Regions from separate parts of the Oncorhynchus mykiss genome. Here region 2 is linked to region 1. A link is a contact called in public Hi-C data. All regions are on one chromosome and are shown on one strand. The core of a region is the stretch at or near the end of the contact, and the rest is flanking DNA. Distances in the headings are between cores, read along the strand shown. Region 1 holds the start of LOC110508659 (regulator of G-protein signaling protein-like). Region 2 has its middle 13 kb from the start of LOC110508660.

Evidence for each region. Hi-C and Micro-C count contacts between places; a contact is called where the count stands out from the background.
Region 2: a contact with region 1 is called in a Hi-C map of blood, with 6 times the contacts expected there. The contact joins the enhancer-like site here to the promoter of LOC110508659 in region 1. A contact is called at or near these places in 2 of 3 Hi-C or Micro-C datasets (blood and liver).

The regions. Positions count from the first base shown.
Region 1 is chr28:18,210,592-18,217,527 of USDA_OmykA_1.1, forward strand. It overlaps LOC110508659 (regulator of G-protein signaling protein-like), which reads right to left and starts at 4,480. Exons shown (of 11, transcript XM_036966072.1): 1 at 4,310-4,480; 2 at 3,722-3,806; 3 at 3,410-3,539. The coding sequence starts at 4,380. LOC118944819 reads right to left here. Exons shown (of 5, transcript XM_036966069.1): 5 at 4,607-6,936. The coding sequence ends at 6,812.
Region 2 is chr28:18,284,202-18,291,137 of USDA_OmykA_1.1, forward strand. No RefSeq gene overlaps it. Among protein-coding and RNA genes, the nearest start is that of LOC110508660, 13 kb to the right of the region's middle. Within about 2 kb of position 4,095, at least 2 of the 11 cell types and tissues checked have an H3K27ac peak or open chromatin away from gene starts, as enhancers often do.

The DNA.
Region 1 (6,936 bases), core at 3,230-5,729:
AAAGTTATGAATGAATATAACTACTGTATCCTGAAGGAACCAGTACCATCGTCTAAGAACCCAATGGGGGGCAGCTGTAAACTGGGTTCTTGAGAGCTAACTGTCAACTGCAGAGTAAATAGTGGCATCCAAGCTATAAAACCTCACCAAAGTGTGGGGTAATGCCAAGCTCACCTCCGCACAGATATCACTAACAGTCAATCCCTTAAATGACGCCCACTACACCGTATACCACTAGAAAACTCCTGCTTCTTGGTGCTATATGCCTCCATACTCCTGTGGAAGAGATGTTGCTAAAAAAGCTTTCCCACAGACTGGACAGACAAAAAAGCTGGTCACACTAGCGCAGGAGCATCATGCAGCCCAATAATCTGAGGGAGTACAAAATGCGTGAGGATGGCTAGTAGGTGGTCCAGAGGGGGGCGAGTAAGTTGGAGAAGTTTGAATTTTTTAAACACCTGAAACAGCTTTTTCCTGCAATCTATAGCCATAATCATTATGCTTAATCCTATGTAAAAAAAAAAAAATGTAAGTATATTTTTCTGCATATCTAACCATATCTCTTGAACTGTCTGTAACCTCCTGACCGCTGTTTGTTTTTTAAGAAACTAAATATGCTTCTCCACATATCTGCTAAAATCTGGGTAAAAGAAATGAAAGGAATGAGAGTCATTTTCAGTACATTTAGGTATTGCTTGCTTTTCTAAAGTCTACCAACCTTGCCAGCAGGCATGCCAGCTAAGATAGTTAGACAAGCTATATACTCTAACTTGATTGATAGCCTGAAATATCTTCTTGGTAGCTAGTTATGAGGTTGGGAGATTGGGAACCTACTGTATCTGGGATAGCTAAAGCAAACTTCATAAAAATGTGGCTAGTAGTATTACAGAAATAAATAAATAAAAATGAACAGGACAAATCTGAGGGGGCACGTGCCCCTGTGCCCCTTATAGGCATGACGCCACCGCACTAGCACAGTGGTTTTTTAAAATGTTTTTATTTATTTATTTAACCTTTATTTAACTAGGCATCAGGAACCCATGTGGGGTCACCTGATTTGAAAACGGAGTAGCACGAGAGAAACTCTGAAATATTTTTTTTTAAGTACTCAGGCTGATCTGTTATAGACTGCCATAGCCCCAATAAAAAATTGTAACAATGGCCATTGATTACATAATTATTATTATTTTTACATGGTGGTGTCGCGGTCCAAATAAGTTTGGGAAAAAGGGAGAAGCTAGAAGGGGATAGCTAGCTGAGTACGTAAAGAGTCACGGATCATTCGTGGGAAAACGCAATGCGCTTAGCCGAAGCTAAAGCCATGAGCAGGGAAGCATCTACACTTTCAAAGTGGAGAATGAACTACCCCGAACAAAAAAGTTCCTGTGGAAACATAAAAAATGCCCACAATAGAACAACAATAGAATAGAGTTCAAATGCACACCATTTAAATGCACACAATCCTTCCATGGAGCATGTCTGGGCAGAGGAAGTATGCGCTCTAAGTAAAACGAATGGGGGCAAGAAAAGTTAACTGTTTTGTTCTCCAGAAAAGGGCACCAATGAAAGAAGTGATAACTGGGGTAGCAGTAGATATAAACGTTGACCAAACGTCGTCGTTTGAAGCGACGCAGACAGGGTGGCGAGAGTGGGGAAACAGAAGAGTCATTGTCTGTTCTTTTGAGTTTTGAAATTGAGTGTTTGCCTGACAAAGTGAAGGATATAGGATATATAAGTTATCCCGTAGCAGTGTATGTACCGAATACATTACGGTGTTACAGGTGTCAAGCTTATGGGCATATGGCAGCAGTGTGTAGGAGGGAGGGTCCAATGTGTGAGAAATGTGCAGAAGGGCATGAGACAAAAGAAAGTGTAGTATTGGGAAAAGTAGTAGAATGTGTTAATTGTAGGTGTGCCCATGGAGCTGGGGATCAGAAATGTCCCGTGCGAGAGAGGCAGGTTGAGGTTTCCAGGGTTAGAGTAGTGCAGAAGTTGTCATATGCTGAGGCAGCGAAGAAAGTAGTGGATGATGGGTTAATGGGGAGGAGTGGTGAGAGTAGTAGAGATTTACCAGTACAGAGGGATAGGCCAAAAAGTGAATTAAGTTTCAGTAAAATTTGATTTTTATCATTTATAGCAATGGTTATCAATTGTACTGCAGGGATGGATCGGAAGTCTCAGAAAATTGAGGTTGTGGTGGCAGCTGCAGAGGTATTTGGGTGTGCGAGACTTGACAGCAGAAGAGTTACTGGATGTGTTAAGTGGTGATGTCCCATCCTTTCAGGGTGATGGCATGAGGTAGGAAAATAATAATTTAATTAGTGGAGTAGGGTGGTGTTAATTGTATTGTATATCATTTTGAATTTAGTGAGTATAGTGTTAGATGGTAGGATATTTATTTCGTATTTTTTTCTTTTTCAAGTAAAGTATAAGGGAGTTGTACTCCAGTCTAGTAGATGGCGATAAAGCAAAAAATGGGATGCCAACCGCCTTTAAACCTCATAGAAGACGCCTCATGCTGAATAATAGCAATACATTTGGAGGTAAAGCTCTGGCCATCCAGACCCCTAGTTTCCAACTCTCTCAACCTGGTCTCAGGGAATTTTGTAATATTCTGTACCTAAATCCGAGAACTCCATTAAGTATGGTATGTTACATTTGGTATTGTTACTTAAGATAGATATTTACTTAAGGCAATACACGAAAGGAGGGTGGTTGGTTGGGGTGAGCATATAACGTTAACGCGAGTTTGAATCTCATCACGGACAATTTTATCTGATGTGCTACTTTTCACCTACTTTGTATCTACTCTGCGTGCTAGCTAACCCTCCTCTAACCTTACCCTTTTAGCTAACCCTCCCACTAACACTTAACACTCACCCCTAGCCTAGCTGAAGTTAGCGAGCAAGCTAACATTAGCCACCTAGCTAGAATTTGTAACATATAATACGAATTGGGTGATGGACATCCACAAATGAATACATACCATACGAAACATATACTAAATGGAGTGTCTCTGATTTACGTACAGAATAATATGACATGCCCTGAGACAACAGAACCCCCCCCCCCCAACCACGGATCTCCGCCCAACAAGCGAATGATATCCGAGAACCATGGATTCTTGGGCCATTGGGGAACAAGAACCAACGACAAGCCCTACAGGAGGAAATGCGTAGAGTTTGTGCATGGCCAATGATGCACTCGTTTATCCACTATGAGCCAATGTTAGGAGGGAGAGAGACCCTCCTTGTCGTTAGAGTGCCAGAACACCATCACCATGTTACTAACGTTACGTGGGCGACGGATGATAAAATGCTGTTGAAAAACACCCAGATTCTAGCCCTAATAACATCAGCTACATCACAAGTAAAGTCCTGGAATGGTAGAGCTAAACAGGGGAACTTACGAAGAGAGAAGTCTTGCCAGTTGTGTCTGAGGTAGCCCTCAAACTTGCTTCTGGTCAGATTGTCCTTCATGGCATGTCGGAATTTACAGATGCTTTTGATGAACCCGGAGAAGACGCTCCACACATGTTTCTATAAGAAAAGGAGGAACGAATTTTGTGATAACAGAATAGTTAACCTTATAGAAATATAGACGATACGTGCCACATTAGGTATTCAGTAGTAGATTCTAAGTTTGAACATATGTCCCAGCTGACACAGGTTCATCTAACTCTCTGTCGGTATACGGCTATGGTAAAGTGGTGACCACTCACTAGTTTGTTTGTAAGGACGATGGTTCTTGTGCTGGTGTCAGTAACATTGGTACAAGGAGGAAAGGTATCTTGGTACTTTTTGAACCTGCAGAAGTATAAGGTCCACAATAAATACAACAAGAACAAAAAAATGATTCATATTTTTTTGGTGGTACATTCTAGATTAATCCATATTTGGAGTAATAGTTTAGAAAAATATTGTTGTAGAGAACATCCTACCGTTTTGCTACACTGCTGCTGCACCATACATAATAAATTATACAACATTTTTACTTTGTACAAAAGAGCACACCACAATTTTGTCCAACAAAATAACATCTGTGTCCATTAAACCTTAATGCTTTGAAGCCATGCAGTAAAACATCTGTTGGAAAATATGCATGTTTTATGGACATGTTATGATCCAACTACACATTGTAAAAGGCAGGTGTCCTGCTCACTGCAGATAGTGTCTAAAGATAGCAAACATTCCCAGACATACATGTGTTGAGTAGTATTAATAAGAAGAGGTATTTAAAATGAACTCATCATATAATAGAATAAACTGCTGTAATAAATAAGTTGGGATCACTTATCAAGGTTCAGTACCAGGTTGCCTCCAGAGATTTGATAACCAGATCCTGAGCTGCAAAAATTATGTCCGGAGAAACATATCTCATCTTGGGGATCTGAGAGATGAGGTTGGCGCTGCACTGAAGATAATCCTCTACAATGACAGACAGACAGGGGATTTAAATTATGTTTGTTAATAATATGCTGGGTTTAGTGTGTGGAAAGGCAGACGTGATTTACGGTCTCAAGCAGCCGCAAGGGCCACCAGAGGGTGTTATTAGAGGTCAAACGACGGCAGAAATAATAGCGCCCTCTGGCTGACCTTGGGACTGGGTCTCTGTAGGCAGGCAGCTGATGGCATTAAAAGGCTTTCTTCATTAGCTGTGATAGCAGTTGATAAAAGGCTGCTATTTAGCCGTAAGCAGCAGATTTGTGATATATAGGCAGTAGGGCTTACTTTCTTCATTCTTGACTAGGAGTTCATAAAAGACACCGGGGACTTCCAAGCCGAGAATTACGAAAGTACTGTCAAGTAAGGGTTAGTCGAAAATCTGCTTCTTAGGCTATGGCTAAATAGCAGCCTGTTATAAACGGTTATCATGGCTAAAGATGAAAGACGTTTGACTTTAGTCCCATCAGCTAGTAGGCAGACAGGAGGCAAAGGATAAGGTGCAAAAAGTGTGGGTTTTATTAACAAAATGGTAGAAGTGGTAGCAGAGGTAGACCTACATAATAATGTCCCCAGAAATATGCACAAGCACTTAGCCTAGAAAAACAAACAATGTGGACAGTCATATGCTTTCCCCTTACAAAATCAATATAGGCCTACTAAATTAGGATTTGGTTGGTACAGGCTATGGGCACTGTCAAGACAAAATGCAGCCTAACCACATACAGATATTCTCCCCTTCAGAGCATACAGATCACTGGTAAAGCCCGGTAGAAATACCTTGAGCCCAATCCCTGTGCAAAACCATTGCATCAACAAGCAGGGGTGCTGCACATAACAAATTAACTGGTTGAAACCTAATTTACAAGCTGAAGACGACACAAATGTGCAGAAGTAGACTATCATAACACCACATCATATTCACAGGCCTTTTCAATCTAACCTGTATACATTTTTAATATGAGAGATCTCATTAAACAAATAATAAATTGACAAAATGACAGAGCCCTTGGGAAAAAGTGTTGCGTGCTTCTGAATCAAATGAGGGTGTACGCAGAGAGGATGTGTACGAGTGGAGCTCAGTGAAGCAGCAACAACCACGTGACAAACACAAAAATAAATGCACAAACTGAAAGAAAATAATTTCACTGGAGCTACAAAGATAACTGGAAAACTTGTTGGCAATGAAGAGTATTTGGCTGTTGTTGGCTACACTTGTTTAAAAACAGTAGGTTAACTGTTGTTGGCAATGAAGAGTATTTAGCTGTTGTTGGCTACACTTGTTTAAAAACAGTAGGTTAACTATTGTTGGCAATGAAGAGTATTTGGCTGTTGTTGGCTACACTTGTTTAAAAACAGTAGGTTAACTGTTGTTGGCAATGAAGAGTATTTAGCTGTTGTTGGCTACACTTGTTTAAAAACAGTAGGTTAACTGTTGTTGGCAATGAAGAGTATTTAGCTGTTGTTGGCTACACTTGTTTAAAAACAGTAGGTTAACTGTTGTTGGCAATGAAGAGTATTTAGCTGTTGTTGGCTACACTTGTTTAAAAACAGTAGGTTAACTGTTGTTGGCAATGAAGAGTATTGAGCTGTTGTTGGCTACACTTGTTTAAAAACAGTAGGTTAACTGTTGTTGGCAATGAAGAGTATTGAGCAGGTAGGCTATGCTAACCTGGACTTTGGGGAAGGCGTAACATAGTAAACATAAATGCTGGACACTCCAATTAGTATATTTTACGAATTGCAATTCGTACAATATGTTACGAATTCGCTAAACTTGTATATACGTCACAAATTCCAATTTCCTGTGGCTAAAGTTAGCTTAGTGGCTTACGCTAGCTAGGGTTAAGGTTAGGTTAAATGGTTAAGCAAGGGTTAGCTAACATGCTAAGTTGTTGCAAAGTGGCTAAAAAGTAGTTGCAAAATTTCTAATGACCTAAAATTGTAAAATTGTCTGATGAGATTCGAACACGCAACCTTGGTTTTTGCATTAAGTCACCTTCTGTCTTATGTAACCGTACCAAACATAACCATATCATGTAACCATACCAAACATAACATATCATACTAATTTGTGTGTCACGGATTTACATTTACTTTGTTACATCTAATCTAGTAGACCAGGCTGGCTACACATGTTTAAAAAGAGTAGGCTAACTACTGCGGTATGCGCATATCATAACTAGGCTAACTCAAGCGCACATACTGTACAGGAGAGTGTTACTTTGATTTAAGTTGAGCGCAAGTGTGATGCCTATAGTGACAACATTGCCTACTGTATATCTGAAACAAAGTCAATGTGATTATTCATGAACCTATAAGGCAGGGAAATAGTTTCCTTCTTAGAGGACAAATTATTCTATTATAATCTATTCAGTGTGGTTACTAGCGTCTGCTCGTCTGAGGAAGCGGGACACGATGCTGTTGATCTTGGTCTTCTGGACGAGGCTGTCGACGTTCCGCAGTTTGTCCACCTCGTGGTAGAAGTTCAGAG
Region 2 (6,936 bases), core at 2,845-5,344, 73 kb after region 1:
GGTTTGATTCCCCACGGGGACCAGACCATCATTTATTTGAATAAAAGTACAAAAATGTATGCACTCACTACTCTAAGTTTCTCTGGCTAAGAGCATGTGCAAAATGATTCAAATGAAATAAAAACATAAATAGAAAATGCTGGTGCTGAAGGTACATGCGATAATATTCCCTGCTATTTAAGTGTAAGTGTTAGCAGAAAAGCTGTTGAAACGTTGAGTAATTCAAACAGCTTTATGTTCAAAGTAATAGCAATGTTTTTTTGTCCTAACACTTGATGGGTTCGAATGGTCTGGTGTCCGCATAAATGTCAATTTGTTGCACAATTTCAGGACAAATATGTTCAGCGACAGGACACTGGGTTTCTTAGATGTCTGTTACTAGCCTGACTTCAATCGCTGACCTGTAGATGACAGAGTAAAACAACACAAACTGCTGAGAGGATGTGAGGGGACTTTGAGAGATAAAACTGTAGAAAGAAAGCCCTGGAGACGCGGAATGGAGCAGCAGTGAAGATCCGGCCTTGTTCTTACTACTTAACTGTATTCTAACATCAGTCCTCTCCCATGAGGATGGGACAAGTCTCTGGTAACACCTTATTGTCCCCTACAGACATGTATTGAAGGGTTGGTTGTTTAGCAACACACTGACAAGTGCGCAACTACGGAGTTGGCTTAGACTGTTGACAACATGTAAACTATATTTTGTCTTCAAATGTTTCTTGAAAACATAAATACGTTTGTATGTTGTATCAGCTGTTGGTTAGCTAGCTAGCAAATGTTTTCCATATTAGCATAGACATGAAAAAATGTCAAAACAAGACGTATCAATAACAAGATACAACAAGCTGAAATGAGCCATGTACGATTCCCCACAAGTTAGCTTCTGGTCATTGTTGTTAGATATCTGACCAGAATCATAATAACCCACACCTTGCAGACACATCGATGCACATGCATAATTCTTGTGACGTTGTCTGCCAACCCGTAAATAGATGTTACAACAGTAGTTACATCTATAATGGAAAGTTTCCTCTGCAATTCTAATTACATTTCACCATTTACTTTACAGCAAAACTAAAAACCTGCAACACACAGCTTAACAGTTGATAGTTTAGTGATGGCACAAACTAGTTGGCTTCTATTTCAACACCCTGCATCCTACACTGAGTATACCAAACATTAGGAACACCTTCCAAATATTGAGTTGCACCCCCTTTTGTCCCTCCGAACAGCCTCAATTCGTCGGGGTATGGACTCCAATGCTTCCCACAGTTGTGTCAAGTTGGTTGGATGTCCTTTGGATGGTGGACCATCCCTGATACACACAGGAAACTGTTGAGCATGAAAAACCCTGCAGAATTGCTTGACACAAGCCGGTGCACCTGGCACCTACTACAATACCTTGTTCAAAGGCACTAAAATATTTTGTCTTGCCCATTCACCCTCTGAATGGCACATGCACACAATCCATGTCTCAATTGTTTCAAGGCTTACAAATCTTTATTTAACACATCTCCTCCTTAATCTACACTGATTGAAGTGGATTTAACAAATAACATCAATAAGGGATCATAACTTCCCCTGGATTCACCTGGTCAGTCTGTCATAGAAAAAGCAGGTGTTTTGTACAGTCTGTTGTATATGCTACTGAGTAGGAAGGGGTAACCCTGGGGTTCTAGGCAACCATGTAAATCACAGCTCTGAAAGCACCCCCTTGCTTTTAGACCTTTTAGCTGATTAAAACAGGTCCAGGAAGAGTTGACTTGTAAACCTTGTGATGCCTTTTTCAAAACCCCATGCATCTTCCCCTCGGTGCCTTGAACAAGGAGATGCTGGACAATAGAAGAGCTGGTTTGTTTTGTCCGCAAGTCCTCAGTTCATTATCTGAATGACCTGGAGAGACAATCTATGTCATTTTTTTTTCTTGGAGGGGGGACAGCAACACACCAGTTCTAGGTTGGAGGGGGTGACACAACGTGACCCAATGTTGGCTGTGGGGAGGGGGGGGGAATCAGGCAAAGACGAGGGAAAGGGAGTGGTGGGGGGACAATGCAGTGGCTGTCCCTAGTAGGCCCCATAGAAGCCCCATAAAGACCCGATTCTTCCTCCTGTTGGCTGGCCTAGCCGACCCAGCACTAGTTGTCTGAAAACTAGCCTCTCCCTCTCCCCCTTCGGACTCGGCCAAAGCAGAGCAATTTAGGAGGGAGCTGTTGTTTTGGAGAGAGCCCTTGTGGGAGTCATTAAAGTGTTAAGCATTTCCCTTTTATTTATTTCTAAGGGACTCTTGGGAGAGGGATCCGATGAGCGCCTCAAAGGTAATGAGGGCTGACACCGATTGGCCACCCCTACACCACCCTGCGCTACTTTGCCTGCTACCATGGCAAACTGGGAAACGAACGACCCGCCTCTGTTAAGAACCAGCCTGTCGGACACTTTGAGACACTTCCTCTTCTCTACAGGTGGCCACCATCCACCAGCAATGCAGTAAATTAGGCTATTCTTACTGCAGGAAAGGGCCTTCAGACGATGAGGAGTGTGTTGGCTGGTTGTGTGGAAGGAGGTGGTTAGTAGTGATGTGTGAGGTTGATATTTTATTACACCAAAGATCACTGAATCATAATTGACTTAAAAAGGCCCAGCACGACATTAGGTGACTGGCTGGGAACCACCCTGATATGAGGCCATTTTTTTAATCATAGACCGAACCGAATGAGTCTCATGTTACTCCTACTGTACCATGACCCTCACAGGTGGCTGCTGGCAACTTAATTGGGGAGGATGGGCTGGAATGAAGTCAATAGAATGGTATCAAACACATCACACACACATGGTTCCATTATTATGAGCTGTTGTCCCCTCACCAGCCTCATGACGACCGTACTATACATATTCAAGAGTTGCGAATAAGGAAGCAGGTATATTCTGTGGGAAGGGCTGAAGTAATCACTCCAATGTTCTGATAGCAGACCATATACCATGATATACCATAGCAACTGAACCACAACAATATAACTGTTGATATAGGCTACTTGAGACTTCAGAAAAGCTGATACAACTTTATAGTTGTTTACATACAAGTGTAGTGACTGTTTGGGTAAACGAGTGTCATTGCCGTGTATATACAATGGGGAAGCACATAAGGAAATTGACGATTTAATAGTGTACATGCCCCTGCTTACATTTTAGAAATGGTTTACTTTGCTCACTCTATTAAGTACCATGACTTTTCCCTTGATTGGATTGTCTAACCTCAGCTAATGTGACAATATATAGTCTATGGCTTTATTGTAACATTAGTTAATCAGTAAACACAGCATTATAAACTTGCCATGTGAAGACATGTTAAGCTAATTCTTATTTGACACACAAAGCAAAAACTGGTCTGAAGCAGTCTGCTGTAGACGCATCAAGTATGTTTTTTCATTGTTGCATCAGTTCTATGAACTATAGAGGCCCCTGCTGGTGAAGACTATTACTGCACGTTGTTTACCAGTTCCCCACTGCACCCCAAATTGCCTGAACAAAATGTACCATTTCCGTATCATATTTGGTACTCCTGCAACAGTGGAGGCTGCTGAGGGGAGGACGGCTCATAGTAATGGCTGGAATGGAATGAATGGAATGATATCAACAACATGGAAACCACATGTTTGGTACCATTCCATTTACTCCATTCCAGCCATTCCTATGAGCCGCCCTCCCCTCAGCAGCCTCCACTGCTGTAGGAGTACCAAACATGATATGGAACTGGGCATTTTGTTCACACATGCTTAGCTGACCCCTTTCTAAACCCAGGACTGAAAAAAATAAAATAATAATCTGACCATATAGTATACCCTTCATGTTAAAACACAGACAACCAGAGTCACAAAAAATAGACAGTTCATCGAACTGACTCTCTCCAATGCAGCAGCATGTTGTTGGACTCCTATACACTATTTCACCACTGACAACACCTAGATATTAGTGCAACACTACACCATTTTTGGTTTGGCTACAATATGTATCTGTTTGAATAGGCAGCACATCACCGATGGAGGATAACATTTAGAGAGGAGATTCATGTCAAAAGACCCCCAGTTGAGCTAAAAAAGGAACTGAAAATAACCATTACCTCGTATACGTCAGTATATGGGAGCCACTGTCTCTTACTGGAGAAAAAAACTGAATGTGATTAATCGACTTTGCTAATGGTAGAATATAGGAAAGGCTCATTGATTTGTGTACCAGAGCATCAATGCAGTTTACACAACAGCCTGGCCTCAAAGAGTAGACGTAGCATAGTACATGTAAATCTGTATGTTAGTATGATATATTATGTTACATAAGGTTACTTAAAGCTGTTCTATGTAACTTTTAAGGCGACGTGATCAAATTCACATAGAAATGATAGTTATAGATCTGTAATTCTCAATGAAAGCAAGTTTAAGAAGCGGTAGATCTGTTCTATGTGTACTATTTCTATGCTTCCTGTTTTTAAGTTTAGTTTTTGCTTCTTTTACTTTCGATTTTGTACACCAGCTTCAAACAGCTGAAAATACAATATTTTTGGTTATGGAAAAGATATTTCAGAGCAGTATAGATGGTGCAATGATTCTCTACACTATACTTGCATGTTTTGTCACAAACAGAAATTAGGTGAACTATTAGACTTTTTGCAACCAGGAAATGGTGGAGAGATTTCTGCATAGTACATCATTAAGCCAAAAACTAAAGAAGGGACCTACGTTGAACTAATGTGGATTAAACGTTGAATTGATGTCTGATGTCATAACATATTGTACAAATTGCAATTTGTAACATATCACACGAAATGGATTATGGACATACACAAATGAATATATACCATACGAAATGTAATATATCATACTATTTTGAGTGTCACAGATTTACGTTTACTATGTTACGTCCAGGTTGGTTTCCAGTGCTCTCCCAGTGCTCTAATATAAAGTCTCTCTCATATATAGAGTGACTGGTAAAAAGGAGGTTATGCAACAGCATTGACCACTTGAGTAACTGGTGTTTTATGGGAGTGAATGGAGAGGCCTCTGAAAGGCATTATAGGAGACCATTAGAATTCACAGCAGCAATGTATTGGTATTAAGACTCTGTTGCTGCTTATATCAAAATCTGCTCCCAGATCTGCAGGGGTCTTTCTTCTCCGTGTTGCCCCCCAACAGCTCCTGGGATGGAGGAGACCAATAGCAGAGGTCCAACAGTCCCCGGACATACTGTGGCAGACCAAAACAACGACTCAGTCAGGAAGTTTCCTGTCTTTACTGCTTTTCACAGCAACACACTGTAATCAAAGCAACTTAGAGTTTAAATAAACAAACAAACAAATCTCATTCAAGGCTACTGGGGTTGGATGGATTTCTGTGTTTTGTGCCTTCCCATTGTGAAAACATCGGTTGAATCAACGTTGTTTCCACGTCCTTTAAAAGAAACGACGTTGAACCAATGTAAACTCAGCAAAAAAAGAAACGGTCCTTTTTCAGGACCCTGTCTTTCAAAGATAATTCGTAAAAATCCAAACAAGTTCACAGATCTTCATTGTAAAGGGTTTAAACACTGTTACCCATGCTTGTTCAATGAACCATTAACAATTAATGAACATGCATCTGTGGAACGGTCGTTAAGACTAACAGCTTACAGACGGTAGGCAATTAAGGTCACAGTTATGAAAACTTAGGACACTAAAGAGGCCATTCTACTGACTGAAAAACACCAAAAGAAAGATGCCCATCTGCATGAACATGCCTTAGGAATACTGCAAGGAGGCATGAGGACTGCAGATCTGGCCTTGGCAATAAATTGCAATATCCGTACTGTGAGACGCCTAAAACAGCGCTACAGGGAGACCGGACGGACAGGTGATCTTCCTCGCAATGACAGACCACGTGTAACAACACCTGCACAGGAGCGGTACATCCGAACATCACACCTGCAGGACAGGTACAGGATGGCAACAACAACTGCCTGAGTTACACCAGGAACGCACAATCCCTCCATCAGTGCTCAGACTGTCCGCAATAGGCTGAGAGAGGCTGGACTGAGGGCTTGTAGGCCTGTTGTAAGGCAGGTCCTCACCAGACATCACCGGCAACAACGTCGCCTATGGGCACAAACCCACCGTTGCTGGACCAGACAGGACTGGCAAAAAGTGCTCTTCACTGACGAGTCGCGGTTTTGTCTCACCAGGGGTGATGGTCGGATTCACGTTTATCGTCGAAGGAATGAGCGTTACACCGAGGCCTGTACTCTGGAGCGGGATCGATTTGGAGGTGGAGGATCCGTCATGGTCTGGGGCGGTGTGTAATAGCATCATCGGACTGAGCTTGTTGTCATTGCAGGCAATCTCAACGCTGTGCATTACAGGAAAGACATTCTCCTCCCTCATGTGGTACCCTTCCTGCAGGCTCATCCTGACATGACCCTCCAGCATGACAATGCCACCAGCCATACTGCTCGTTCTGTGCGTGATTTCCCGCAAGACAGGAATGTCAGAGTTCTGCCATGGCCAGCGAAGAGCCCGGCTCTCAATCCCATTGAGCACGTCTGGGACCTGTGGATCGGAGGGTGAGGGCTAAGGCCCTTCCAACCCAGAAATGCCTGAGAACTTGCAGGTGCCTTGGTGGAAGAGTGGGGTAACATCTCACAGCAAGAACTGGCAAATCTGGTGCAGTCCATGAGATGCACTGCAATACTTAATGCAGCTGATGGCCACACCAGATACTGACTGTTACTTCTGATTTTGACCCCCCCCCCCCCCCCCTTGTTCAGGGACACATTCAGGGACACATTATTCCATTTCCATTTCCATTTCTGTTAGTCAGTTTATGTCTCAGTTGTTGAATCTTATTATGTTCATACAAATATTTACATGTTAAATTTGCTGAAAATAAATGCTGTTGACAGCGAGAGGGGACTTTTTTT